Regions from separate parts of the Sus scrofa genome. Here region 2 is linked to region 1. Evidence: chromatin contacts called from public HiChIP or PLAC-seq data. All regions are on one chromosome and are shown on one strand. Each heading gives the region's core, a stretch centred on a gene start, on an enhancer-like site or on the middle of the called end of the contact. The rest is flanking DNA. Distances are from core to core; before and after follow the strand shown. Region 1 holds the start of MTCH1 (mitochondrial carrier 1). Region 2 overlaps C7H6orf89 (bombesin receptor-activated protein C6orf89 homolog).

The links. HiChIP or PLAC-seq counts read pairs in DNA pulled down with a chosen protein or histone mark.
Region 2: a contact with region 1 is called in an H3K27ac HiChIP or PLAC-seq map of alveolar macrophages. The contact joins the enhancer-like site here to the promoter of MTCH1 in region 1. A contact is called at or near these places in 2 of 5 promoter capture datasets (both in liver), 14 of 47 Hi-C or Micro-C datasets (alveolar macrophages, embryonic fibroblasts, epiblast stem cells and 6 more) and 2 of 2 datasets of contacts at active chromatin or transcription factors (alveolar macrophages and skeletal muscle).

The regions. Positions count from the first base shown.
Region 1 is chr7:32,631,543-32,639,412 of Sscrofa11.1, reverse strand. It overlaps MTCH1 (mitochondrial carrier 1), which reads left to right and starts at 3,838. Exons shown (of 12, transcript NM_001244167.1): 1 at 3,838-4,194. The coding sequence starts at 3,874. It overlaps LOC110261512 (a long non-coding RNA gene), which reads right to left and starts at 3,842. Exons shown (of 2, transcript XR_002345692.1): 1 at 3,744-3,842; 2 at 175-767.
Region 2 is chr7:32,564,043-32,571,912 of Sscrofa11.1, reverse strand. It overlaps C7H6orf89 (bombesin receptor-activated protein C6orf89 homolog), which reads right to left. Exons shown (of 10, transcript XM_021098652.1): 6 at 3,579-3,733; 7 at 3,314-3,453; 8 at 963-1,092. Among named protein-coding and RNA genes, the nearest start is that of PPIL1, 20 kb to the right of the region's middle. Within about 2 kb of position 3,697, at least 5 of the 83 cell types and tissues checked have an H3K27ac peak or open chromatin away from gene starts, as enhancers often do. A contact at or near this core is called in alveolar macrophages, where this site is marked.

The sequences.
Region 1 (7,870 bases), core at 2,589-5,088:
GAATCGATCTTGTACCACAGCAGTGACAATGCCGAATCCTTAACCACTAGGCCATCAGGGAACTCCCTAGAATAATGTTTTTCAGACTCATCCATGTCACTCATCAATAGTTCATCTCTTTTCAGGGCTGAATATTCTTCCATTGGATAGTCCTAATACCATCTTTTTTTTTTAAAATAAATTCTTCTGAAGTATAGTTGACTCAGAAAATTGTGGTAGTTTCAATGTACAATAAAGTAAATCAGTTATACATATATATCATTCCTATTCAGGTTCTTTTCTCATATAGGTTATTACACAATATTGAGTAGATTCCTCTGTGCTGTACTCTAGGTCCTTGTTACCTATCTATTTTATATACAGTAGTGTATATATGTCAATCCCTTAATTTATCCCTCCCCCTCCAACTGATACTATCTTAATCCCCAAACTCACCCAGACGCTGGGCAAGAGCCATTAATGTTTGATTTAACAGGAGAAGAAAATTTCTTCCCACCTCTCAGGACAGACACTGGGCACAAGAGATTTAGAAGGACTTACCTTTCTCACCGAGAGGAGGGTAACAGAGCAGAATACCAACTAGGCATCTGATCCTTTCTGACCCTGGGGTGAGTGACATGCCACATCTCCCCAGAGTGGAGAGGCCCCATTTCCCTTCTTCACTCTTGTAGGTTTCATCCCAAGGCCTTGGTACCTATTAGTTCTGTAGCTGTCTTCCACATCTCTCCCAGAAGCCTTAGTGATCTCACACACCTACATCTGGTGACCTGCATGACATTCCAGAATTCCTGAAATGATGACTATTATAATGTACCTTCTTTTAGCCTAATTAGGACACGAGGTGTTTCCTGATTTAAGGTGGTTATGGGGCCCCAGGGGTTCAGGACAAAAGGAAGGCCAGTGTTCCTCACACCTGCCCCAGGCAACCATGTGAGGGAGCAGCCAGAATGTTCTCACCCAGAATGAATAAACAGGGAGACTCTATCCAAACAAACCCATCTTCTCCTTTTTTTTTTTTCTTCTTTTTAGGGCCGTACCTGTGGCATAAAGAAGTTCCTGGGCTAGGGGCTGAATTAGAGCTGCAGCAGCTGGCCTACACCTCAGCTTGCAGCAATGTTGGCTCCTTAACCCACTGAGTGAGGCTGAGGATCAAACCCACATCCTCACAGACACTATGCCAGGTTCTTAACCTGCTGAGCCACAATGGGAACGCCAAACTCTTTTTTTTTTGCTTTTTTTAGGGCAGAACCCACGGCACATGGAAGTCCCCTGGCTAGGGGTTGAATAGGAGCTGTAGCTGCCAGCCTACGCCACAGCCACAACAACATGGGATCCAAGCCACATCTGCAACCTACACCACAGTTCACACCACCAGATCCCTGACCCACAGAGCAAGGCCAGGGATCAAACCTGCGTCCTCATGGATAATATTCAGATTCGTTCCCCCTGGGCCACAAGGGGAACTCCAAAACCCATCTTCTTTATGTCAGGATAAACTCTGACACCTGGTGCACCTCACCCCTTCCCAGGTGAGAGTGGAACTCTCATCTGGCCTTGGCATCACCTCAAGTTCCTTCCTGATCTGATTAGTGTGATATCAACTTAGTTTCAATAGTGGGTACTTACTATTTTGTATTCTCTCTTTTCATTGTAACAGTAGTTACCCACAGGAGCCCAGAGATTGCTGATCTATTTACCTGGCAATTCGCAAGGTCTACAAGAGTATTACTTCTTGTTAATTTTTTCCTGTTTGATACTACTTAGGGGCATATGAGCCTTTCTAAAGTTTTCATTCTGTAAGTGGTGCTACATAAATAACTTTGTGCAAATGTTAAAAGTATTTTGCTCATTCATGCGTTTTCCAGTAAATATTTAGTGGGTTCCTACCATGTGCCAGGCACTATGCCAACCATGAATAGGGTAGTTCTTTACAATCTAACAGGGGTGACTGACAGGGAAGCTGGCAACCACAGTGTAGCATGGTAAGCCCTAAGAGGCAGCAATCACAGAAGACAACAGAACCATAGGGTCCACTAACCAGCCCAGAGCTAACTGCTTTACAGCTCTAAGTACATACACCCAGGCTGCTCAGTGGAGCTAATGCTAAGCAAGGAAGTCATTAAAGTGCTCCTGGAGTTCCCCTTGTAGCTCAGCACAGTAAGAACCTAACAAGTATCCATGAGCATATGGGTTCAATCCCTGGCCTTGCTCGGTGGGTTAAGGGTCTGGCATTGTGGCAAGCTGCGGTGTAGGTCATAGGTGCTGCTTAGACTTGGAGTTGCTGTGGCTTTGGTGTAGGCTGGCAGCTACAGCTCCAATTTGACCCCTGGCCTGGGAACTTATATATGTCACACCTGTGGCCCTTAAAAAAAAAAAAAAAGCACTCCTGAAGTTCCCTGGTGGCTCAGCAGGTTAAGGATCTGGCATTGTCATTGTAGCAGCCCAGGTCACTGCTGTAGTGCAGGTTCAATCCCTGGCTCAGACTTCAACATGCTGTAGGCCGGGCCACACACACAAAAAAAGTGCTCCTAGGGGTGGGAGGTAGGTTTGATGAAAGGTGTATTTGAAAGGGTAACACTTGAAAGAGCTAGGATGCTTTACAGTGTTCCAGACCAGAACAAACTTGGGTTAGTGAAGCCAGGGTAGGGGCGAGACCAAGGGGACAGGTAGACTGACAGGATTTGAATGTGGAAAGTATACAGAGTATTTGTTGTCAGGAGTAATGGGGGGGGGGGCTTTTAGGCGGCAAGAAGGGCAGACTTCAGGAAACCCGGACTAAGCCGTCAGAAGGTAGATGTCTATTCTGAGGAACCTTCCCACAATGAACACAGGATGAGTACAGACAAAGGGATCAGCTCCCCCATGGCTGTGTCCCTCCCAACTCTAGGGTACTGGATTTCTTTCCATTTAAACAGCTACTTTTCTTTTGCATCTCCACAACTAACTAGCAGGTTTTAGGTGTTGTTGCAGGGGGAGGGCACGCTTACAAACATGAACAGGGCACTTGCTGGAATAGGCAACTTCTTCACAGGGCTGTTGTGAGGATCATACTAGAGTTGACATGTTGCAAAGCACTTTTAAAAACGTCTGGACGTAGTAAATGCAATTTAAGAGCCAATTATTATTCATTTTTATTAACTAAAGATTAGACTATCAGAGCCTAACACAATGCCTGCGTGTGCTCATGCTGACTAGTTAAAACCTTCACATCTAGTGAAGGAGATACGCAAGCTTAAACTGGTTAAAACCTTTCCATCTAGTGAAGTAGATACGCAAGTACTTTTGAGCAAACGTATTTTCTAACCAGCAACTGTGAGGGAGGTTGGCGGAGGCTCAACTGCAAAGCAGAATGACCACAACTGCCGAGGGGGCAGCCGGATTTGGCCTGGGGGGGAGGGAAAGGGAGTATGCCGAGGCTGGAGAACGCGGAGGGGTTCGGCCAGCAGCAGGAGGCCGCAGGACTGGGATCCGGGCCGCAAAGAGTCGGGTCCAGAACTGCGGACAACACTCCGAGCCAGGGAAGGGGCTTGCAAGCGCCTCAGACCAAATTGAGGGCGTTTGCGGAGCATCCGAGCACCGCCCCCGCCGCTCTCCTGGCCCCCCGGGGGAGCTCCCGCGCTGGCGGCGGCCTTCACGGTCTCTGAGCCTACAGTCTGGGTCGCCCGCAACCACTGACCCCCGGGCCACAGCCCAGTGCAGAGCCAGGCCCCAACCCCGACCCGGGGCCCACAACTGGCGCTTACCGCCAGCCGTCCCACGATGCCGCACACCCCCGCGGCCGCGAGTGGTGAGGCCCGGCCCCACCCCCGACGCGCTTAGGGGCGGTGCGCCCGCCCGTCACGTGACGGGGGAGTGACCTCGCCGCCCGGCGCCATGGGGGCTTCGGACCCGGAAGTGGCGCCCTGGGCTCGCGGCGGTGCCGCGGGAATGGCGGGAGCCGGAGCAGGAGCAGGAGCTCGCGGCGGAGCGGCGGCGGGGGTCGAGGCCCGGGCTCGCGACCCGCCGCCCGCACACCGCGCGCACCCGCGCCACCCTCGGCCTGCGGCGCAACCCTCCGCCCGCAGGATGGACGGCGCGTCCGGGGGCCTGGGCTCCGGGGACAACGCCCCGACCACCGAGGCTCTTTTCGTGGCGCTGGGTGCAGGAGTGACGGCTCTCAGTCACCCGCTGCTCTACGTGAAGCTGCTCATCCAGGTGTGGAGCCAGGGGCGTCTTAGGGAGGCGGGGGCCGATGTGAAGGTGACAGGCCAGGGTCTGGAGAAGGATGGGGGCGGGGGAGGCAATGGCGGTGTATTGAGGAGAGGGGCGGGGACGGCGGGTTGATGCGCGGTAGGAGTGGGAGAGGAGGAAAGCGGCAAGTGATTTGAGGATGCAAGGGGCATGGGTTTGGGGGTGCAAGAGAAGGGGCAAAAGGTCAGCGTCAGATTTGGGAGAGAGGAAGGAACGAGGTGCAGGGGGAGGGGACGATGGAACGGATGACAGGTTTGGGAAATGAAAGAATGGAGGCGATGAACTTGCACTAGGAGGGAAGGGGCAGCATTTGGGGGTGAGGAAAGAAGCAACGATGGGGGGGGCGGGAAGTTTTGGCAAATGGCTGAGGAGGAGGTTTGGGGGCCAAGGCAGAGTATTCAGAAGATGGGCACATTTAAGGTGAAGGGAAGCAAGAACTCTGGATTTAATAGAGATGGACTTACAGTGGTTTGGAGGAAACAAAGGACTAGAGAGTCTGGTCCAAACGTTTAAGAAAGAAAAAGGGGCATCAGACTCCGGGGAGGAGGGGACGGGAGCATTAAATTTAACGGTGACAGAATTTGGTGCGAAAGGGCGGAGGCAAAGGATTTAACACCGGAGAGCTATCGTTTTAAGGAGATGGGGGCTCTGGACTTGATGGCGACGGCAGATTTGATGGGAGGAGGGGACGGTGATGACGTGCCTTGGGGGAGGGGAACAGATAGGGCGACACGGGGGCGGGGGAGGGGTAGTGGAGGTTTGTCTGGAAAGGGGAGCTAGGAGGAGGCTTTTGGGGGGAAAGGATGACGCATTTGGAGGAGAAAATTGAAGTCATGGTTGGGGAGGGGTATGGGCTGAAGGGTTACAGGCAAATTGGAATTGGGCAGAAGGGGCATTTTAAGCACAAGGTGGCAGGATGTGCAGGGGCTGGCAGAAAATGAGACCAAGGTAGGATGTCTCTGGAATGGAGGCATGCAGGGGCGGTTGGCATGTTTGGGGGGACCAGCAGTGCCTGACAGATGAATTGGGTTGCTTAAGAAAGGGAGAGATGGAGCTGGAAGGGGGTGGGTCTGGGATGGAGGAAGTGCATTTGGCAGAATTCGGTGGGTGTGACTGAGATGGGCACCCTGTAGAGGATGGTTCCGGCCTGGAGACTGATATCTGAAGATTTAGCTTAGAATTTTCAGTTAAGGTGAGGGGAGGAGGTAAAAATTGAGATGAAGAGCTAACCAAAACTTGAGAATTAATTCAAGATGGGGCAAATGGGGATTGGATTTACTGCTCTGATGATGGCTGAAAAGTGAGAGATACAACTGAAATGAGAGGAACTTGATAATAGAAGTAATTGAAATCTGGGGTCAGGAATGGGGGCACTGGATTTTGGAATGTGACGAGTATGACAAGGAATGAGGATATTCAGTCAGAGACGTTGGGTCACCTGACTAGAATCTAATTGCAACTGAGATTTGGAAACGGCCAACAGAGGAAGGTCAAAACTGACATTGGTCCTGACTTGGGAGTGAGAGCTTCTTACAAAATTTGGATTTAAAGCAACAGAGATTACAGATTTGAGAGAGAAATTGAGGCTTTTGGAACTGGTGGTACCTGAGATGAGAAGTAAGGATGATAGAGCGAGACTGGGTGAGGGCTGGGACTTTAGGGTGGCCAGTAGGAGTGTCTGCAGAGTAGAGGATGCTGGAGTACAAGGAACTGGGGGGGGGGGGCCTCCCTGTGAAGGAAACTAGAAAATGGCTTCATTGTTTGGACCTTAGTAGATTTGGTTTACGAGTCTAAAAAGAAAATTGAAATAAGGGTCATTTGGAAAGGCAGTTGAGGAATGAGAGAGAATGGGGAATTGGGGATTGAGGAATGAGGGAGTCCAGAGGGTGAGAAGAACTGCCTGGTGGGTGAGTAAGGATAGGTAAGCCCAGTTGTGGTGACTGAGGTGCTCTATCCGTTTGGACGCAGCTGGTGCGGAGTGTAACATATTTGAGGGTGAAATTTTTTTTTGGCTGCTCCTGTGGCATGTGGAAGCTCCTAGGCCAGGGATGGAACCCATACCACAGCAGCGACCCTAACCACTGCAGTGACAACGCTGGATGCCACAAGAGAACTTCCTGAGGGTGAAATCTTACAGGAATAGCTTGGGAATCAGAGATAACATTTTGCAAAAAAGCAGATCCCAGTTTGGGTGGCAGGATGGAGTGGCAGATTTGGCGGTGGTCTGCATTAAATGAGTAAGAATGCAGCGCCTAAGAAAAGGATCGTCGGTGTTAGGTTTGAAGACTTGGAAATTTGAGGGACTGGGTCTGCCAGTATCTTTTATAGAGCCGCAGCTTGGGCTCTGGTTAGGTCAAAGTTAACAGGTTTGGGGATCAAGTTGGGTGAATAGACTTGGGAACACTTAATGAAAACTCAGTGAGGGAAATAGGGGTGAGATACAGCCAGTGTGCCTTTGATAACCTGGGTGGGAGCTATGGGAATACGGAGTAAAGGGACTCAGCAAGTTTAAGGGTGGAATTGGAATAGAGGGGGCTCCCCGGTTGTGGTGACTAGACTGGGTAAGGCAGCAAAACAACACTGGCTCAGACTGAGAGTTGAGGGTATAAAGGGAATACTCCCGTATGAGAGAACAAAATCAAAACTAACTCCAGAAACTTTAAGCGTTTAATCCAGAAGGGGAAAGATCTGGAAGGGGAGGGCTAACTGCTTGGGTCAGCTGGCTCATCCCTTTCCTGCAATTCCCCTGGGTTAGAATTTTTTTTTTTTTTTTTTTTTAGTGGAAAGTCTCCATGGAGACACTCTTGGAGAGTGTTTAATTTATAATCGGTAACCTGTCACGTAGCTCAGAATCCCATTCACAAGGGACAGCCTGAACTTTCAGAAATACTTGACGAAGGTGAAGAGGAAAGGAAATGGAGCCCAGAAAACACTAGAAACATACCTGGTTCCACCTATAAGGCAGAGCCTCCCACCTCTGCTGTTTCTACCCTCTTCCACATCTAAGAGGGGCTCCTCTGGTCCACGGGTTCGTCTGGCCTGCTCTGAGGGCAGGGGCTGGTGGCCTGGCCTCCTGCCAGGGAACAGCCTTCTCACACCCCAGTAAGGTGCTGATCCTTGCTTCTCGCCTGGCAGCAGAGAACCTTCTCGTTAAACGGCAGCATACCACATGGCCTCACCCCTCAGGAGAGAACTCTCCTCCTCACATGGGTTTGGGTGGCTTGGTCCTTCACCCACCTGTGAGTTTGGCAGATAAGAATTATGATAACCCCACAGAAATGAGGAGGTCAGGGTTCCCACTGTGGCACAACAGGATTGGCAGCATCTCCAGAGCACTAGGACCCAAGTTCAACCCCTGGCCAAGCACAGTGGGTTAAGGATCTGGCGTTGCCACAACTATGGCATAGGTCGTAACTGCAGCTCAGATCTGATCCCTGGCCTGGGGACTCCACATGCAGTGGGTTGGCCAAGAAAGAAAAGAAAAATCAAAGGAAGTGAGGAAGTCATTCTGTTACAGGAAAGTAGGGAAAGAGGGTGGTCAGGGTTAGATCACAGTTGAGGAGTTTGAGGAGCAGCTGACATTTGAGGTGACAGTTTGCTCTGCCCAGGGGTGAGAGGGACAGATGAGTTGACACTCACG
Region 2 (7,870 bases), core at 2,448-4,947, 67 kb after region 1:
TTTAAAATCCAAGGCAAGAGCCCAGCACCTCCACCCTACAGCTGGCAGACAGAAGTTCTTACTTCTAGACAAAATGAGTGTTTTTAAAGGCTCTGAAATTCCTTTAACGCGATTCAGCAAAATTGGGGCCAAACAATAGTGTCAGGAGGTTGAAGACACAATCCAGAGTTGGTAGGTGGCCACAGTGCAGCAAATTTAATTTTTTGACAGAGGAAAATTCATCCTTTTAATTTTTCCAAACCAATTCAGGCTCAAAAACCTTCCCCAGGAATGACACTCAACATGGAGCAATTAAGGGAAAGGTAAACAGACACAAACACAGAACAGCTCTGCCTAGTCTGCTGGCCCCAGAGATGTAACCATGGGCTCTGGGGACTCGGCCACGGACTGAGGTAAGGAGCACTGCCGCCCGCACTGGGCCGCCTGCTCAGCACGTGCCTATCTTCCCTTTGTTCCCAAACCTCTCTGTGCTCCCGAGCTTTCCGCGTCCCCAGTTCTTGTCTGCACTTTCTCTTGTGTTTATTTTGGGGGAAAGCCAACCTAGGGGTGGAAGGTGAGGAGGGTTTTCTTGTTAACTTGCTGTGTCCTTGGGTGAGTCATCATTTAATCTCTCTGGGGCTCAGCTTCCTTATCTACAAAATGAGTAGGTTGGACTATGCAGTTACATACTATTCATTTATATACATCAGCCTGCTTGCTACCTTGGGGCAGCGAAGACCGACCAACGGCTCAGGACCCTTCAAAGTTTAGGATTCTGTTTCCTTTAATGTAGACAAGCAGCTTGCCCTCAGGTGGGAAGGGCAGGAGACAGACCGGCCAGGTAACTAGACGTTCCGTAGGCACCCCTTCGGTAACGAGGTTTCACCCTCCAAGTTGACATGCAGGGAAGGCTCTGACTAGGACATCAGCCCAGGTCCCCAGTGAGAAACGTTCTTGCCCCACGTCCTCTCAAAATTTCCTACCTTACTCCCCGCAATAGGTTCCGGTTGAAGAAGGAAGCACTTTTTCAAGGAGGCGTCTTTTGGAAACGGCAGGAAGGTGAAGACAGGAAAAAGCTCACGTAAAATGTGTGATCTGTTCAGAGGTCTTCTCCTGTGAAACGTGTGAGAGAAAAAAAGTAAGTGAACTGGGCAAACCAGCCTAACTCGGTGACGAACAGAGAGCACGGCCAGGGTGGGAAAGCTGTGGGCGGTGGGTGAAGAGGGGTAAAATGTCAGGACAATATTTGAAGAATTTGGTCCATGAAGAACAGTCATGCCAAACCAATGAACCGTGACTTGTACACACACACAAATGCTACAGCCGCAATTTGTCCATGTGGGTGGGGTGTTTATAAAATCCAGCTAAAACAACATATAGAGGAAGAAAAGAAACACTCCATTCATCCCATCTGGGAAAAGCGTCTGAAGTAACAGCAAGGAGGCAAGAAAAGAGAAGAGGGAAGAGGAAGGGCCAAAAATCGTGAACCTTTTGAGGTGAAGCAGCACGAAGTGGGAAGCCGGATATGCTTGTTAAACTGAGTATTTGATTATGCAACAAAGGGCAAATTTAAAGAAAGGCAGAGGCAGAGAAATTACACAACAAAAAGCCTGAAAAGGCAATTTTAATTCTCTTTGGAATGTTCTAGAAGGAAACTGGCTTGCCTTTGTTTCTAGAAAGCAACTTTCACCCCAAGAACTAAATGGACCATGTCTTCTATGGGACACAGGAAGGAAGAGGGGGATAGCCTGGAGTTTCAATCCTGGCTGGGTGACTTTAAGCAAAGTACTTAACCTTCCTGGGGAGTTCCCATTGTGGCGCAGTGGTTAACAAATCCGACTAGGAACCATGTGATTGTGGGTTCGATCCCGGGCTTTGCTCAGTGGGTTAAGGATCCAGCATTGCCGTGAGCTGTGGTGTAGGTCACAGACATGGCTCAGATCTGGCATTGCTGTGGCTGTGGTGTAGGCCGGTGGCTACAGCTCTGATTAGACCCCTAGCCTGGGAACCTCCACATGCCGCAAGTGCGGCCCTAGAAAAGACCAAAAAAAAAGCACTTAACCTTCTGATTCCCACACTTTTTTTTTTTTTTTTTTTTTTGCTTTTTAGGACCACACCTACGGCATATGGAGGTCCCCAGACTAGGGGTCCAATCAGAGCTACAGCTGCTGGCCTACACTATAGCCACAGCAACACAGGATCCAATCCACATCTGCAACCTATACCACAACTCGTGGCAACGCAAGATCCTTAACCCACTGAGCGAGGCCAGGGATCGAACCCACAACCTCATAGTTCCTAGTCGGATTCGTTTCCGCTGCCCCATAAGGGGAATTCCTCTCACCCTTTTCTGATCCAAAAATGATAATTCCTATTTCCCAGTGCTATTATGTGTATCACTAATGAGTAACAGACACTAAGCACCAAGGCACGCTGTCTGGCACAAACAAGTGCCAAGAAATAAGTTTCCTTTCTATTCTTTTTCCCCCTTTTTGGGCATGCCCACAACATGTAAAAGATCTTGGGCCAGGGATAGAACCTGTGCCACAGCAGTGGCAATGGTGAATCCTTAACCGCTAGGCCACCAGGGAACGTCTCCCTTCTATTCTTCGTGCTCTCTCTATGGTCCTCAACCTCCAGGACTCATTCAACATAAACAAAATGCTAAACACCTACTCAGAAGTAAATTACGAATCTACTAGGCAATCTGGGTGTCTGCCCACAGTGGCTCCCCCTTTGACTTATCTCCCTTAGTTGGTTTTTCAACAGCATGTGCCTGAATTATCAATCATTTGACCTGGGGGTATGTGTGTGTGGTGCAGTGTGGTGTGATGTGTGTGTGGTATGGTGTGTGTGTGTGTGTGTGTGTGTGTGTGTGTGTGTTTGTGTGGCCACCCTGTGGCATTATCAATCATTTGACCTGGGGGTATGTGTGTGTGGTGCAGTGTGGTGTGATGTGTGTGTGGTATGGTGTGTGTGTGTGTGTGTGTGTGTGTGTGTGTGTGTGTGTGTGTGTGTGTGTGTGTGTGTTTGTGTGGCCACCCTGTGGCATATAGAAATTCCCGGGCCACAGATCAGATTTGAGCCACAGCTGTGACCTACACCACAGCTGTGCCATTGTCAGATCCTTAACCCTCTGTGCCAGGTTGGGGATCAAACCTGCAGTCCAGTGCTCCAGAGACACAGTCGAGCCCATTGCGCCACAGTGGGAACTCCTCGAAGGGCGTGTGTAAAGCACGCGCATGCAGTGTGGGCACAGCAGTAGGTGGTACCAGTCTGACAGCTGGTCCGCCCTCTTTCTACCCACATGCAGACTGAGCCCCTTTACACTTACCAGGGATAAGGAAATGGGAACCACCGGTGAGGAAAGCAGCGCCACCACTTGGCGAAAAACTCTTCGGTGAAGCCTTCTGTCACCTCAGGGTACTGGCACAAAAACTGCTGAAGCTCCTCAGATGACAGGGGCTGTCCGGTCTTGGCAGGGCAGAAAACAAAAGTGCAACAAAACCATGTGGAGTTACTCATCAGGAATGTCACAGAGCTTGCTGTTTTCTAGCCACCCACTGATCAGTGGGAGACTCTGCTCACTTCTTGCTCACCTTGATCACCAGAGGATGGAGTCTCTCAAACTTCACTGGGGTGTCTTCCAGGAGCATTACTTTTAGGGGCAACTTCTGGGTGCAGCCGGTGCAGTTGGCAGGGATGGGGTCTGACTCATTCTGCTCACAGTCATTTGTCCACCAGGGGTCAAAGTCTGAGAGAGGAAGAAGGGATGTGGAGGAAGCAGAGGCAGCAGGTAAACCAGTATCCAAAGCAATGGAATCAGAGAGCTATAAGAATAATTTAAAAAGCTAACAGTGGGAGTTCCCGTCGTGGCGCAGTGGTTAACGAATCTGACTAGGAACCATGAGGTTGCGGGTTCGATCCCTGCCCTTGCTCAGTGGGTTAACGATCCGGCGTTGCGGTGAGCTGTGGTGTAGGTTGCAGACGCGGCTCGGATCCCGAGTTGCTGTGGCTCTGGAATGGGCTGGCAGCTACAGCTCCGATTAGACCCCTAGCCTGGGAGACTCCATATGCCGCAGGAGCGGCCCAAGAAATAGCAAAAAGACAAAAAAAAAAAAAAAAAAAAAAGCTAACAGTGATAAGCACTGGCAACCTCTGAAAAGGTAACTATGAAATAAGGTAGCCCCAGAGCAGGAAACAGAGCACTTAGGGGACAGAGGTGGAAAGGAGAGGTACTCCTCTCTGTATACCCTTTTGGATTTTATGGAAAAACAAACAAACAAACAAAAAAATATATATATATATATTTTTGGCCACACCCATGGCATGGGGAAGTTCCTGGGCCAGGAATCGCACCCTGCCACAGCAGTGACAACACAAGATCCTTAACCCACTGTGCCACCAGGGAACTCTCCAGAAAATATTTTTAAACATGTACAAGTATCCCCTAAGTCAAGTCAACAACTGAAGTTGAACCGTTTGAGAAGCTATGTTCAGCGACATGAGGTTGGACATGCCATTTTCTAACCTGTGACCCAGAGGGCTGAACAGTGGGGGAGGGGCAGGTAGAAAGGATGGTCCCACCATCAGTGATGAGTCCCTCTGCGTCCATGTCTTCTCCAACACCCCAAACCCTTGGCTCACAAGTATAAGTGGAGGCCAGGATGGCTCTGGGAAGGAAGAGTGAGAACAGGGCACAGAAAGAAGGAATGGAGCAGAGATAAGACTTTTCAGGGGCCCATCTTTTTTTTTTTCTTTTTAGGGCTGCACTTGTGGCATATGGAGGTTCCCAGGCTAGGGGTCAAATCGGAGCTGTAGCCACTGGCCTATGCCACAGCCACAGCAATGCCAGATCCAAGCTGCTTCTGTGACCTACACCAGAGCCTACAGCAACACTGGATCCTTAACCCACTGAGGGAGGTCAGGGATCGAACTTGCGTCCTGTGGATCCTAGTTAGGTTCGTTTCCACTATGCCACAAAAGGAGGTCTTGTCTTTTTTTTTTTGGTCTTTTTATTTATTTATTTATTTTTGTCTTCTTAGGGCCACATGTGGAAGTTCCCAGGCTAGTGGTCGAATTGGAGCTGCAGCTACCAGCCTACAGCACAGCCACAGCAATGCCAGATCCAAGCCGTGTCTGCAACCCACAGTACAGCTAGCGGCAATGCTGGATCTTTCACCCACTGAGTGAGTCCAGGGATCGAACCCACATCGTCACGGATACTACTTGAGTTTGGAACCTGCTGAGCCACAAAGGAAACTCCCAGGGGCCTGTCTTCAGAGTAAAGTGAATTGCATCTGCCCATGAGCTCGCCCTGCCCAGCTCAGAGCGGGTAGGGTTGCTAACCGTGGTTTCTAGGCCCAAGGACTAGATGGTCAGCACTGTAAGAATGCCCCACCCAGACCCTGACCCTGATGTGAGTGCTCCCTGGCTCCCCGACACCTTTCTCTGAGGGGCTGGCTCTGTTTCCACGCAGTCCTCATTTACTCTGTGTTCCTTCCCGCTGAGACTATTCTGTTCACAATATTTATTGCATTATTTCTTGTTTGCTTTCTGTTCCATTCTGGGTTTCGTCTGTGTTCTCTGAGATGTGTTTGTGATAAACTCTAATTTGAGTCCAAAATGTTTCACCAGATTGTTTCTGATGAAAACCCAACAGAAACCCAATCACGAGAGCCTAGAACAAAAGTCAACAACCAAATGTGTCCGAGATGAAGTCAGTTCTTTAAATCAATAAACACACGTGGAAACTGACTTTTAATCACAGGAACGTTCTGTGCAGTCAGCCTAAGGCAGCAGCAGTGCAGAGTAGGAAACCCTGTGTTTGTGTGAGTATCTCCTGAGCACCTTCCAGCTCTTGCAGACAGAACCTGCGTCCCCCTGAGGCAGCTGCCACCCACGCTTCCCATCCGGAGCACTGCACTGTGTAGCACCCACAGCGCTCGCCACCAGCCCCAGGGGCAGCAGAAAGCCCTTTAGTGGCACCTGTTTCGGTGGCATACTGAAAGTTATACTTTCTTTTTATTTATTTTCAAATGCTCCTTACTAGAGGTCAAATACGGTGAATTCTTGCCAAAATACAAGAACTCTGAGTAAGGGACATACCATGAGGCATAAATAATCATAACATGCTACACATACGGAGCATTTCAGTTTCCAAAGGACTTATGAGGGAGGGGGAAGGAAAACTAACGTGCTAAGCGCCAAGCCTGATGCTAGGCATTTTCGCAGGTTATGTAGTTTCCTCTTTATAATTATTGCAGCATTGACACTCTCAATTTATAGATAAGCAAACTGAGAGTCCTCAGAGCAGCAAGGTTCCACAGCGCATGGGAAGAGCACAGGAGGCAGTGGGGCCAGCGAGGTGAGGACAGAGGCTGCTGAGAAAGCCTGTGCTGGGGGCTTCTAGTGCCGGACAGGAGGGAAAGGGTACTGTTTTGCTCTGTGTAGCTCATACATTTTTAAAAAACAAAACAGCCTTATCGAGACTGAATTCACATACCAGAAAATTCATTCGTTTAAGGTGCACAATTTAGGAGTTCCTGTTGAGGCTCAGCAGAAACGAACCCAACTAGAGGAAGAGCTACTTTTGATTCCTCTGTAAGCTTTGTCGTCAAGGTGAATATAGAATGTGCTTATACTGGGTGGGAAGGGACCGAACAGCGGCGAGGTAGTATCTGGGAGCAGGGTCCAGTGTACAAGTGGGGCTCTTCGTCCCCTTCTCATAGCATTTCCAATAACAAAAGGAGAAGTGTCCAGACTTCAGCTTGGCCTCCATCTATCTGAAAAGGTTTTATCTGATGTGTGCTCTGTATAACAGGCTGGAGCCAATGTGCTACAGAGCGAGCTGGAAAACAGCCAACAGCACGCAGCAGACCCTGCCATGCCACCCCAGTCCAAGCTCTTCCTCATGACCTAACATGCTGCACCTCGCTTCTTTCCAGCACTCCTCTGTTCCCATCCACTCTTCGTCCCACACTAGACAGAAAGGCCAATGGGAGGTGGAGAGCAACCTGCTAACTTTCTTTTGATTTCCAAGGCTTCTTTAGTCCAGATGGCTTTCTTATACTAGCATTTTATACTAAAAAAGAAAGCATGACAGAGAAATGAAACTCCACATATAAAGAGTTCAATAAACCCCACAACTGTATTCCAAATTCTCACTGTGATTATGGAATCCTTTCGCTGTTTGAGATGTCAAAAAAGTCTCTCAGACAAAACACAGACTTGAAGTTAAGAGAGGCAGAAACTGCAACTTCCAGACCATCTCTGCAAGCTGGGCACTCTGCACAACAGTGGTGAGCCCGAGGGCCTGAGTTGTTTACAAAGAAAACGTGCTCAGGCTGGCTCTCTGTGGACAACCAGAACTTACCCTGGAATTCTGAATACAGAGTGGAGAGAGTCCTTTTACACAGACTATTAACCTGGCAAAGAGCAAAATGCAAAATGCAAAATGCAAAAAAAAAAAAAAAAGGGCTTTCTGTCCAGGACCACCCCCTCAAAAGAAACACCTCTCTTTGGGTAAAAAAGTTAGGGAAGAAGAAAGGCACAGAGCCAAGACTACCTCCACAAGAGAACAGTGCCTGGTATATAGCAGGGTCTCAGTACACATTCACTGACTGATTGACTGCATGAAACCTTGACTTTTCAGAAACTTTAACAGTAGGACTGGAGTTCCCGTCATGGTGCAGTGGAAACAAATCCGACTAGGAACCATGAGGTTGTGGGTTCCATCCCTGGCCTCGCTCAGTGGGTTAAGGATCTGGCACTGCCGTGAGCTGTGGTATAGGTCACAGACGAAGCTCAGATCCCACGTTGCTGTGGCTTTGGTGTAGGCCAACAGCTACAGCTCAGATTGAGCCCTAGCCTGGGAACCTCCATATGCTGC